Linked DNA regions of Mus musculus: region 1 is linked to region 2. A link is a contact called in public Hi-C data. All regions are on one chromosome and are shown on one strand. Each heading gives the region's core, a stretch centred on a gene start, on an enhancer-like site or on the middle of the called end of the contact. The rest is flanking DNA. Distances are from core to core; before and after follow the strand shown.

What was found. A called contact is a pair of places that touch in the nucleus more often than the background predicts.
Region 1: a Hi-C map of bone marrow-derived macrophages shows a contact between it and region 2, with 32 read pairs. The contact joins two enhancer-like sites. A contact is called at or near these places in 1 of 15 datasets of contacts at CTCF or cohesin (large pre-B cells), 6 of 484 Hi-C or Micro-C datasets (the HL-1 cell line, bone marrow-derived macrophages, embryonic fibroblasts and 2 more) and 4 of 115 datasets of contacts at active chromatin or transcription factors (double positive thymocytes, embryonic fibroblasts, embryonic stem cells and 1 more).

Annotation. Positions count from the first base shown.
Region 1 is chr8:111,657,229-111,663,431 of GRCm38.p6, reverse strand. Zfp1 (zinc finger protein 1) reads right to left here. Exons shown (of 4, transcript NM_001037665.2): 2 at 4,991-5,046. The coding sequence starts at 5,005. Among named protein-coding and RNA genes, the nearest start is that of Zfp1, 17 kb to the right of the region's middle. Within about 2 kb of position 4,176, at least 112 of the 459 cell types and tissues checked have an H3K27ac peak or open chromatin away from gene starts, as enhancers often do. A contact at or near this core is called in the HL-1 cell line, bone marrow-derived macrophages, embryonic fibroblasts and 1 more, where this site is marked.
Region 2 is chr8:111,444,165-111,450,037 of GRCm38.p6, reverse strand. Wdr59 (WD repeat domain 59) reads left to right here. Exons shown (of 26, transcript NM_001170742.1): 26 at 1-1,254. Among named protein-coding and RNA genes, the nearest start is that of Gm24793, 28 kb to the right of the region's middle. Within about 2 kb of position 1,662, at least 72 of the 459 cell types and tissues checked have an H3K27ac peak or open chromatin away from gene starts, as enhancers often do. A contact at or near this core is called in the HL-1 cell line, bone marrow-derived macrophages, embryonic fibroblasts and 1 more, where this site is marked.

The sequences.
Region 1 (6,203 bases), core at 2,927-5,426, 210 kb before region 2:
CACAGCTAATATATTTTAAGGTCCCTTAAAATTTAAGACTGTCAATGTTACTGTACCCTCGAACTTTAGCCTGCCTTTAAGAGAACAATGTGATAACAAACATTAGATGCCTTGGGTGTACTAAGTCATCAACTTTTACAACCTGAGCTAATGCACAGCTCTAATCTTATGTATTTTAAATGCCCCGACCCAGGGCAATGCATGTGTACCATCTGCCGAAAGCAGCAAATACTCCCTAAAACCCACCATAATGTTAAATAATCATAATCTCTAGTTAATGTGTTATCTGTCAGCTGGAGTCAGCTCAATTCAGGGACTGAATCCCTTGTAAAACTTAGATTTCAGTAAAGTTCCCCACTGCCATGTAGTGCTTTCTGGGCTGCCCAATAGAGACAGAGCAAACCCTTTGCTAGGGACAGACCACTCCCACACATAAGACACATATTGCACATACAGACTCTACACACACACAGGGACAGGCAGGCCGAGAGAACCCCACCTGCACTCACTCTGGCGACATAACTCCAAGGGGACGTGCTTTTTTTTAGTGTGATATCAACGCATTATTGGTAACTCAGTTAATCACGAATGTCCTTCACTAATCCCATAAGATGCAAAATGGCAAGAGGGGCACCAGCACATTTGATAAGCTTTGTTGTTGCCCCTTTCCTTGCGCCAGGCCTTAGGGTTGGGGATGTTGCTGCTCAGTTGGATGAATTGAATGCAAGTTGACCAGGCCTGAGTCTAATCAGGCCCCCAAGCAGAAGCAGCAGGTGGCAGCACTGAGTCACCAAAGACAAGATGACTGTAGTTATAATGGGAAGCACAGGCAAAGCAATGTCCATATAGGTCTAATCTGTGGTGAATTTTATAATGGCATAACTCTCATGGACCTTTGGTGCTGGTTAATCAACCATGGTACTTCTGGCATGAAATGGTAAGAAGCCTACTGCATTCTTTTTTCTTTTTTCTTTTTTTAAAGCAGCTGTACAAATGGAAAATCTCTTAACAAATAAAAGAAAGGCTACACTGGATCATGGCAAAAGGGGATCTCTGCCTGTGAACTGATTCCCATACTTGAGCCAGTTTGCAGACCCAGAAGTCCATGGATGAAGGATCTTAATAAAATGCCTAAAAATGTTACTCTTAGCCTTTCTCCAGTCGTTCCCCAGAGGGACCTATGGCCTTTTACAAGGGGAACTGTACAGTGGGGGAAAGGAAGCAATCAGATTATCTGGGTCTATTGGTGGATACTGATTCTTGCTGATTGCGGGAACCCCAAAAACATTGTTGTCCTCCAATTAAAGTTAGAGCTTATGGAGGTCAGATGATTCATGGAGTTTTGGTTGAAGTCCAACTGGGTCCCCAAACTCATCCTCTGGTTATTTCCCCAGTCCCAGAATGTATAACTGGGGTGCATATACTTAGAAGTTGGCAGAATTCTCACACTGGTTCCCTGACCTGTGGAATGAGAGCTATTACTGTTGGAAAGGCTAACTGGAAGCCTTTAGAGTTGCCTCGGTCAGGGAAAATAGTAAATCAAAAACAGTAGCACATCCTGAAGGAATTGCAGAAATGTGTGCCGCCATTAAGGACTTGAAGGATGCAGGCAGGGGTGGTGTCCCTGAGCAGATTAACACATCTCCTAGCACACGGTTTGCAATTATTGGTCTATTAAATGCCCCTTTTCCTAGTACCTGTCCATAAGATCACCAAAAACAATTTCTTTTCAGCTGAATTTCCAGCACCCGAGTCAGAGGTTTCTCTGTACAGCCTGACTGTCCTGCAATTTGCTCTGGAAACCAGGCTGGCCTCAAACTCACACCCAGCTGCCTCCAAAGCACGGAGATTAGATGTGCCACCATGCCTGCCTGAAGCTTTCAATTGGATCTTGATCATCAATTTCACAAAATATCGGTTCACCATATTGAGGACATGCTGATTAGACAGAGTGAACAGAAGGTAGCAACCACTTCAGACTTGTTGGTAATACATACATACATCAGAGATGGAAAATAAACTATAATCCAAGGGCCTTCTACCTCAGTGAAATTCTTGTTTGTTTGTTTGTTTTTGAGACAAGATTTCTCTGTGTAGCCCTGGCTGTCCTGGAACTCACTCTGTAGACCAGGCTGGCCTCAAACTAAGAAATCCACCTGCCTCTGCCTCCCAAGTGCTGGGATTAAAGGCGTGCGCTCAGTGAAATTCTTGAGAGTCTAGGGGTGCGAGGCCAGCAGAGACATCGGTTCTAAGGTTAGGGATGCATTACGCAGCGGCCCCTCCCACCACCAAGAGGCAGCACAGGGCTTAGAGGGTCTATTTGGATCCTGTAGACAGCACACTCCTCACTTGGGTGATTATTCCCACTCATGTATCGGGTGACTCAGAAAGCTGCGAGCTTTGTGTGGGGCCTGGAACACAAGGCTCTTCAACAGTTCCAGGCTGCCCTACCACTTGGACCATATGACCCAGCAGACCTGATGGTATATGAGTTGTCAGTGGCAGACAGGGATGCTGTCTGGAGCCTCTGGCAGGCCCCTGTAGGTGAATCACAGGAGAAACATTTGGGATTTTGGAGCAAGGCTCTACCTACCATTATCTGCAGACAACTATTCTTTTGAGAGACAGCTGTTGGTCTGCAATTGGCCTTAGTGAAAACTGAACATCTGACAAAGGGATACCAAGTTACCATGCGCCCTGAGCTGCTGTCTATCATGAGCTGGGTGTTATCTGCCCCACTGTGCCATAGTAGGGCAGGCACAGCAGCAATCCACTATCAAATGGAAGTGGTCTACACACGATCAGGCCTGAGCAGGTCCTGAAGGCACAAACAAGGTACATGAAGTTCTCCAAATGTCTATGGTTTCTACTCTCATTACAATACTATCTACTGCCAGGCATGCGCCTATAGTCTCATGTCATGTGCCCTGTGATTGGTTTGAAGAGAAGACTAGGGCCTGGTTTACTGATGGATCTGCACCTTATGCAGGCACCACCCAGAAGTGGACAGCTGCAGCATTACGACCCCCTCTGGGACAACCCTGAAAGACACCAGTGAAGGCAAATTGTCACAGTAGGCACAACGTCAGGCAGTACATGCCATCATAGATTTTGTTTGGGAAGAAAAATGGCCATGTTCACTGATTCATGGGCTGTATCCAATAGATTGGCTGGATGGTCAGGGACTTGGAAAGAGCATGGTTGAAGAGATGGTGAGAAAAAAACACTGGGAAAGAAGAATGTGGACTGACCTCTCCAAATGGGTAAAGGGTGTGAAGATTTTTGTGTTCTATGTAAATGCCCATCAAAAGGTGACTTCAGCAGAGGAGGCATTCAGTAACCAAGCAGATAGGATGACCTGTGCTGTGGACAGTCAGCCTCTTTCCCCAGCCAACCCTGTCATTCCCCTAAGGGCACATGAACAAAGTGGCTATGGTGCATACCTCACCACGGACTTCACTCATCAAGGCTGACCTGGCTACAGCTGCTGCTGAGCACAGCCAACAGCAGAGACCAATATACGGAGCCCAAGATATGGTACAATTACCTGGGGTGACCAGCCAGTGACCTGGTGACAGACTGATTACACTGAACCACTTCCTCTGTGAAAAGGACAATGCTTTGAATTGATACTTATTCTGGTTATAGATGTACCCTTTCCTGCACATAAGGCTTTTGTCAAAACCACCATCTGTGGAGAATGCCTTATCCACCATCGTGGTATTCCACACAGTATTGTTTCTAAGGAACTCACTTCACAGCCAAAGAAGCATGACAATGGGCCCATGACTTGGAATCTACTGGTCTTACCATGTTCCCCACCATCCTGAAGCAGCTGGCCTGATAGAAAGATGGAATGGCCTTTGGAGACACAGTTATAGTGCCAATTAGGTAGCAGCAGCATGGAGGGCTAGGGCAGGGCTCTCCTAAAGAGAGTGTATGCTTTGAATCAGTGTCTGATTCTGTCTTTGAATCAGTGTCCAATATATGCTAGGTTTTTTCCCAAAGCCAAGATCCATAGGTCCAGGAATCAAGGAGTGGAAAATGGAATAGTTCCACTTACTGTCACCCCAGTGACCCACTAGGAATTTTTTTGCTTCCTGTTCCTATGACCTTAAGTTCTGCTGGTGTAGAAGTTTTGGTTCCAGTTGGGGGAAGTTCTCTAGCAATGAGACACAACAAACATCTCACTCGACTGAAGCGCAGACTTCCTCCTTAAGGCTTCTGATGCCCCGAAGCCAGCAGACTATGAAAGAAGAGTTAAGAGAGGTGACTTATCCAGATTACCAAGAGGAAATTGTATTGCTCCTCCTCAGTGGAGGTAAGAAAGATTTTATCTGGAGTGTAGGAGGTCCTTTAGAGCCTCTCTTGTTGCTACCATGTCCTGTGATGAAAGTCCGTGGGAAACTACCCCAACCTAAGGCAGGCAGGATGACAGAGGGACATTCCCCTCAGGAATGGAAGCATGAGTCACTCCTCCAGGAAGAGAGCCGCGGCCTGCTGGCTGAGAGTGGAGGAAAACAGTGCTAAATACCAGCTAAGGCCTCCATGACCAGCTACAGAAGAGATTTTGATTGACTTGAGTGTTTCTGCCATATCTTGTTAAGAATGTGTTTTTGTTTCCTTCCTTATTTTCTTTATTATATAATGTAACAGCAATGATCAGTGATTATCTAAGGTACAGATACTAAAACAATGTCCCTCAAGAGCCTCTGCCGCCCCTTAAAACATGAGGTCCTCCCCGGAATGTCAAGGGCAGATGGGGTTCTCACTGACCATGGAGTTAAGACTCTAGAAAGCTTCAGCAATCCTCCTGTCTCTGCCCTTCATAGCACTGGTGTGGGGCAAACCCCACTATGATCCACATTAAGGTACAGGAAGGGCTTTCTAGCCCTGATCTAACTCATTATGCTTTCTGGTTCATTTTCTATAAATATAACATTCCAAGAGTGAAATGAAACACCAAATGAGTACTATGCAGACAACTCACCTGGGACCCCATCATTTTCTGGGTTGGGGTGAAGGCACAGAAGCACAAAGGCACAGCTGGAAGAAAAGAAAAGGAACCTTGTTATTATGGATCTGACCTGCTTGATACCCGAATGGTCTGCTCAGACTACTACCCCCTCTTCAGAAAAAGCATGCTGGCAATACCTGCTTTCAACCAAACATGATGAGACACACACACAAAAAGGCAGGAATAAGACATCCCATCTGCCAGGTGGCAGTGGTACATGCTGAGGAGGCCGAGGCAGGCAGATCTTTGTGAGTTTGATTGAGGCCAGCCTGGTCTACAGAGTGAGTTCCAGGACAGCCAGGGCTACACAGAGAAACCCTGTCAAAAAACAAACAAACAAAAAACCCAGCCTATCATCAAGAGAAAAAGACAGAACCCAGAACCCCAATTCCTAAGGCTGCTATCAGCAAATTAAAGCAACTAAGAGCCCCACACTAGTCTTTAATGGCAAATATGAATGAATAAGGAACTTCGGCAAAGATGGAAATTACAAGGAAAAAAAAAAGGATGAATGCTAAGGGCTTGGAGTACAGCTGTCAAGGTCTGGCAATGAGGTGACCCCTGAAAGGCTCAGGAATCAAAGGCTTAGCCCCCAGGTCCTTCCCTCACCCCTGCCTCACATTCAGTCACTGATTGAATCAGGAGAGCTCCCCCTTCATTCATAGATTAATCCCCAATGGACTTTTATGGTAGCCTTAGTGGAAAATAGGAGGTGGGACATAGAGGAAGCAGGTTGCCAAGGCATGACCCAGGAGATAAAAGCAATCTCCAGCCCTTCCTGTCTTCCTGCTTCCTGATTGCCAAGAAGTGAGAGGAGATAGGCAGTCTGTAACACACTGTGATGTTCAACTATGTCCCACTGTGATGTTCAGTGTCACCTTAGATTTAAAAACATGGGATCAAGGGGCCGTTTACTGAAACCAGGAGCCACACAATACATCCTCTTTTGACCTGTTTCTCTCAGGCATTTACCACTGCAACAAAACACTAACTGAAACAAAGAATTCTTAGCATGCTTGACTGGATCCTTAAAACAGCTCCCAGCAAGGAATTAAGTAACAATGAGAATATCTAAGAAAGAGCAACTAAAGCAATTAAGAGAGAGTTGCTGTATACACTAACCTGCTCCTCTTATTTACTTTTTGAGGTAGGATCTCATCATCTAGCCTAGGCTAACCTCAATTTT
Region 2 (5,873 bases), core at 413-2,912:
GAAAGTGACCGTCTTAGTGACTCATTTTGCATTGTACTTCTGGTTGAAGGGAACTGTTTTGGACCGGACTAGAATTAGTCTCATGACTTGTAAAGGAAATGCCATTTGACTTTGATCATCTGACAGAGGAAACGGAATCTGACATTAAGGTTCTCTCTAGCCGCAAGAGTCTCATAATTATTTCTTCTAGCACAGGGGAAATGAGATTGCATTTCAGCACTGATACCAGAGTCTCTCTCTGCCTCTGGGCAGGCTGGCTGGGCTCCAGGGGTACTTTTTACTTGAACTCCCTTGCAAACTCATCATGATTTTCAGGGGTTTCACTTGTCTATACCAGGGAAGAGAGTTTAAAAAAAAAAACAAGACCCACTATACTGAAATCTCTCTCTCTTAGAAATTTAAATTCCTTGGGCCTGTCATAAGGCTCAGTGGGCAGAGGTGCCTGCCACTAAGCTTACTAACCTCAGTTTTCTCCCTCGCATGAGCCACCATAGAAGAACTGACTCCTAAGAGTTGTCCTCTGACTTCCACATGTGTGCTTTGATATGTGAATGTACACACACACATACAAAAAATGTAATTTAACAATTTTATGATTCCAAACTAATTAACCGGAGACACATAAGTAATTTGTGTCATTGGATTATGGTTGCACGTGTTTGTAGTCCCTTCACTCACGGGGCTGAGGTAAGAGGGTTTCAAGTTTGAGACCATCCTGGGCTACACAGTGAGGTGATGGCCAGCCTCACTTATATATGAAGACACTTACAAGCAAACGTCATAAAGAAGATCTGGAGAGATCGCTTAGTAATCAAATGCTTGGCTAGCATACAGGAGGTGATGTGTTTGATCCTCAGCAACACACACACTGACACTCAAACTAAAACAAAACAAAATACTACATGTTCCATAATAGGTAAGTGTTGTATATCACTTTGTTTGAAACTATGATTTAAGACTCATGAATGGATTAGGAAATCAGTCTCGTAGATAAAAACCAACACTTTCTATTTTCAAGGATTACTTTGTGTGTGTAAATCTCTGTGTCTTCAAGTGTATGTTGTGTGGGACAGAAGAGGCCATCTGGTTCCTTGGTGCTAGGATTATCAGTCTTTTCAGGACACCTTGTGTCATGTGTGTTCAGGGATCCTAACTTGGATCTTCATGATTGCAAAGTCAGAACTGTTTTGTCTCCAGCCCCCAAACTGTCATATAAAGAAAGTAAAATAATGTGGGTGAGAGACAATCGTGTACTAACACAGTCTGATGTCCTTTGTTTACTAGTGCGTGCGCACACACACACACACACACACACACACACACACACACGTACTTATATCTCATGGTGGCAGGTGGGCCTCACCTCTCCCCTGTATTACTAATTGGTCATGAGACTCCGTGGCATAAGCTTGATCTTGAACTATGTGCCAGGTTTGGTACCAGTGCCTCAGCAGCACGTGTAGTCCGGTGTGCTGGGATGGGGGAGGAAGGGCCGCAGGTATCTGAGTGTATTACACTGTACTCCTCCAGCCTCGTTTGTGTCGACACTGCCGTGATGCTGGTCCCACAACAGGCGGACTGATGTGCACAGACACAGATCTGTTGGGTCCTCTGTGAGTTCACACCATTTACAGAGAGCGGTCTCTTCCTCTACCCCACCGTGAAGCTAATGGAAGCCCTGTCCCTGTTTAGAATGACATAGTTTTCTTGTGTGGATTATTTCTGTAAGAACATTGTCTTCCAAAACAAAAAAACCTTCTTAGTGACTATGAAGTCATTTCAAGTTTAACATGTTTCATAGGGGGCTGGAGAGATGGTTCAGTGATTAAGAGCACTGGCCGCTCTTCCAGATGCAAGTCCCAGTAACCATAAGCCAGGCCACAGACGTTTGTAACTCCCATTCCGGGGATCAGATGCCTTTCTCTGGCCTCTGTCAGCACCAGACATGCACATGCTATGTAGACATGCTGGCAAAACACTCTTTATGCATAAAATAAAAACAAGACACTATGTAACATCTCTCAATAGGTCAGTTCTGTTTGCATTTCCAAGTTACCAGGACAAAAACTTAGTATTTGTGAGAAATATCCCTGTTTGGAAACACAGTGGTCTGGATGCTGGTGGGGTCAGCAGCCTCTCTACCATAGCTAAGTCCTCTTGGTTTGGTTTACTGTGCTCGTCTGAGGTAGGGCACCGTTGTGTTTCCCAGCTGACCTTGAACTTGAGACCTCTGACTGCCAGAGTGCTGGGATTCCACCACACCTGGGCTTTATTTGCTCTTTAAAATATTATAACCTGTGTCCTAAACACCTTTGAATTTGCCAGGGAGAACACTAGGCATGGGCATGGTGGCACACGCCTCTAATCCGCATTTGGGAGGCAGAGGCAGGAGGATCTCTGAGTTTGAGGCCAGCCTGGTCTACAAAGCGAGTTCCAGGACAGCCAGGGCTGTTCTTACACAAAGAAGAAACCTATCCTGAAAAACCAAATCCAACCAAACAAACAAAAACTTTTTGCCATGGGAAAGCAGTGCTAGCTGTCCAGGGTACCAGGGGCTCTTTAGCCCCCTGCCAAGCAGAATGGGCCATGCGTTCTAGGTGACCACCAGCTTGCATTTGTCCTCCCACCTCAAGCTGCTCAGACCACAGGACTTAACACTTTCCTCATGGACACTATGGAGAGTCCATTATGCTTAATTTTAATAAGTTTTTCTACTCTATAGATGCATACAATCTGCATTTGCTGATCCACAGTGGGCATGGCAGCCCTTCCCAGTGCTGCTTTGAAGGGCTAGTAGAATCGAGGGGAGGGATCTAGGGTTTTTGTTTTGTTTTGGGGATTTAATGCAGCAGGAGCTAAGGAGACAACAGCCTTTCATTCTGCCAGAAAAATGGATGTGGTGTGGACACCCATAGGTGAGGGCTTAGGAAAATCATCCAAGCAACAGAATAAATTTTGAATTAGTTCTGTTAGCCATGGAACAGAAGTTTAGGAAATAGGGTTCTAGATCACAGGCCCACTACTTGGTGCTCACTCCTCTCATTCCATCTTCAGAGCCAGCAGCAGCAGGTGTTACACACACTCAAAGGATAAAACATTGTTTGCCTCGTGCTCAGACTCTAGCGTTCTTGTAAGAATCAGAAGCGAACCTATTCTGTTGGTAGTCCATGTACTGGCAAGTCTGTGTTGACACATTATTAAGTTGTTTCCTTTTGAAATCTCAGAAGGCCTAGTTTATTTAGCATGTGTTTAATGTGAGGTGAGCACTGTGACAGAGGTGGATTTAGGAGGAAATGTGGTTATGTCTCTACCTGTGCTCTGGCATCTGTGGGGGAAAAAAAGGAATAACAGAGTTGAGGACATGGAATGTTTCAGGATATTTGATCACACTGTGCACTCTGAGCCTTTTACTGACAAACCCTGTTCCTGGTTGTGGTGTGGCTCAGCCCTTAGCACACACCTTTAATCTCAAACAATGAAGATAAAGTTGGTTTGTAGGAGGAAGCAGCCATGCTTGAAAGTGATGTCTAATTGAGTGGCAGACAAAGTGACCAATCAGAGAAAGATGTGACAAATAGGATCTGCCTAACTTTCACAGGAAGAGGGGAAAGGGAAGCTATTTGAGGGGCAGTGCAGAGAGAGAGGGGGGGGGCATATTTACTGGGACAGTTGAACAGAGACAGGTTGTAAAGAACAAGCTAGACACAGGTGAAGACAGAGCGAGCCAGAGAAGGAGAAGGAGCCAGATTAGAACATACTGCCAAAGTTAGTCTGAGGCCAAGCAGAGAGCAATTCAGGAGAGGCCCAGAGAGAAGCCAGACTGAATTCATCACCTTGGAGAGGTGTTTGAGCCAGATCAGCTGAGTTGAACCAGCCAACCAGAGCTCAGAGAGAACTAGGAAGGGGTGAACTTATTCAGCAGCCAGCCTCGGCAGCTGAAAACATTCTAGGCTTTGATTAGATTGTACGGAGGCTAGAAGCTTTCAGGACTGGGCCTAGGTTAGCAGACGGTGGAGGCAGTGAACCTCAGAGGTGACAATTACTTCAAGAGAATAAAAGTTACATTTACAAGGGCATCCAGGGCTGTGTATGTGCGTGTGCGCGTGCGCGCGCGCGCGTATGTGTGTGTGCGTGTGCGTGTGTGTGTGTGTGTCAGTATGGCTGAACTGCTTTGAAGGATGAGTGTTTTCAGTGGGAAAGAGTAGGCGAGCACGTGAAGGGCTTAGCCAAGGACAGGGAGAAGGACATCACTGAAGGCACCTGCAGTCTCGCTTATCAGCACAACACAGGCTGGAGCTGATAAACAGGGCTGGAGAGGTGCAAGAACCAGAGCGCTGTGCCAGGGAGGCTGGGCTTTATCTGTAGCCTGGAGTCTCGAGCTTTACGCTGCTAGGCTTTGCCCTTCTCCCTACCCACTTGGCCTTCAGGCTTGGGACTCTGCAGCCCACCTGCCTGTGCAGAGTGGTGCGAGTATCCAGTATCTGTTGCTTCATCCTTTCCATGCCCAGGACGAGCAGGTAGCTAATGCCCATTTGGACTCCTGACATAGTACACATCGCATCCTAGGTGCAGGCTTTGTACCCCATACAGTGAGACATTCTCCAGCGAATGCCAAGCAGGCACCCTTGGTTTTCTTTTAGCGTCTAAAGATACAGGTCTTTGTCTCACAAGACCACTCCACTTCAGATGCCTAACTAGAGTCTTTAGGTGTGATGCTCTTCTGTCTCCTTGGTCCGATAAGTAAGGCCAGGGTCTGGGGATGCAGTTCTGTTTATCTCGCATGCATGGAGCCCTGGGGTTGGTTCCCCAGCATCCCTGAAAACAGCTAGTCATGGAAACCTCTGATCTTAGCGCTTAGGAAACACAGGCGAGGATCTGGATCCCAAGATCATCCTGGTCAACAGAGAATTTGCGGCCAGCCTGGGCTACATGAGACCTCGTCTCTGGATGTGAGAGCCAGGGGCCTGGGGAAATGGTTTAGTTGGTAAAGAGCCTTCTTCACAAACATGAGCACCTGGATTTGGATTCCCAGGACCCACACTAAAAAATTGGGATGTGGTGGGATGTGTTTGTGACCCGAACTGGGCATGGGGGAGGTGTGGCGTAGAGCTTCCCGTGGAGAAAAGTGGGTTTCCAGAGCTCATTGACCTGCCTGTGTAGCCAGCCAAGCAGTGAGCTCTGAGGTTAGGGAGAAACCCTGTCTCAAAAATATGAGGTCGGAGAGGGATAGAGCCTCCATATACGCGTATACACATAAGCACACACAGAGAACTTGTATGTACACACATGTACATGTATGCTTACACACAGGACTCAGGAAAGTGCTTTACTTACATGTGACACTTAGTATGAGGATAGTATAAGAGTTCCAGCTATCTGGATGAAGAGGCGCACGTGACAAAGGACATGGGAAGGACAAGGAGCTTCCCAGCGCTCCCCTGAACATCAGCCTCTAGACAGACACCTCCACATCTTCAGCAACCTGGAAGCTCCCCAAGCCTATTGTGTGGGTATGACTAATATGGTTGACTAAATTGTCAGCCACTGGTTAAACATTCTACCTTAAGCCCTTCGCTAAGGTCAAGGGTAGGGCCTCCCATGATACAGTTGGTTTCCCTGGCAGCTGGTCTGTATCCCGTGGCTACCCAGGTGTCTAAGAGTCAGGAAAAATATTGCTATCATTTCAGGAAATGGCAGAGGTCATAGGATCTCTGTGTCAGGAACTCCAGCCAGGACCAGATACTGAAAATATTCTTACAGTGGCCCTATTACAAGGGAAATAACAAGAGCTTTTGAACCCTGTCGGGAACCAGAACAGAGACCAAATGTACACAGCTTATTAAATAACTAGGGGAGGAAAACTATCTCGTATT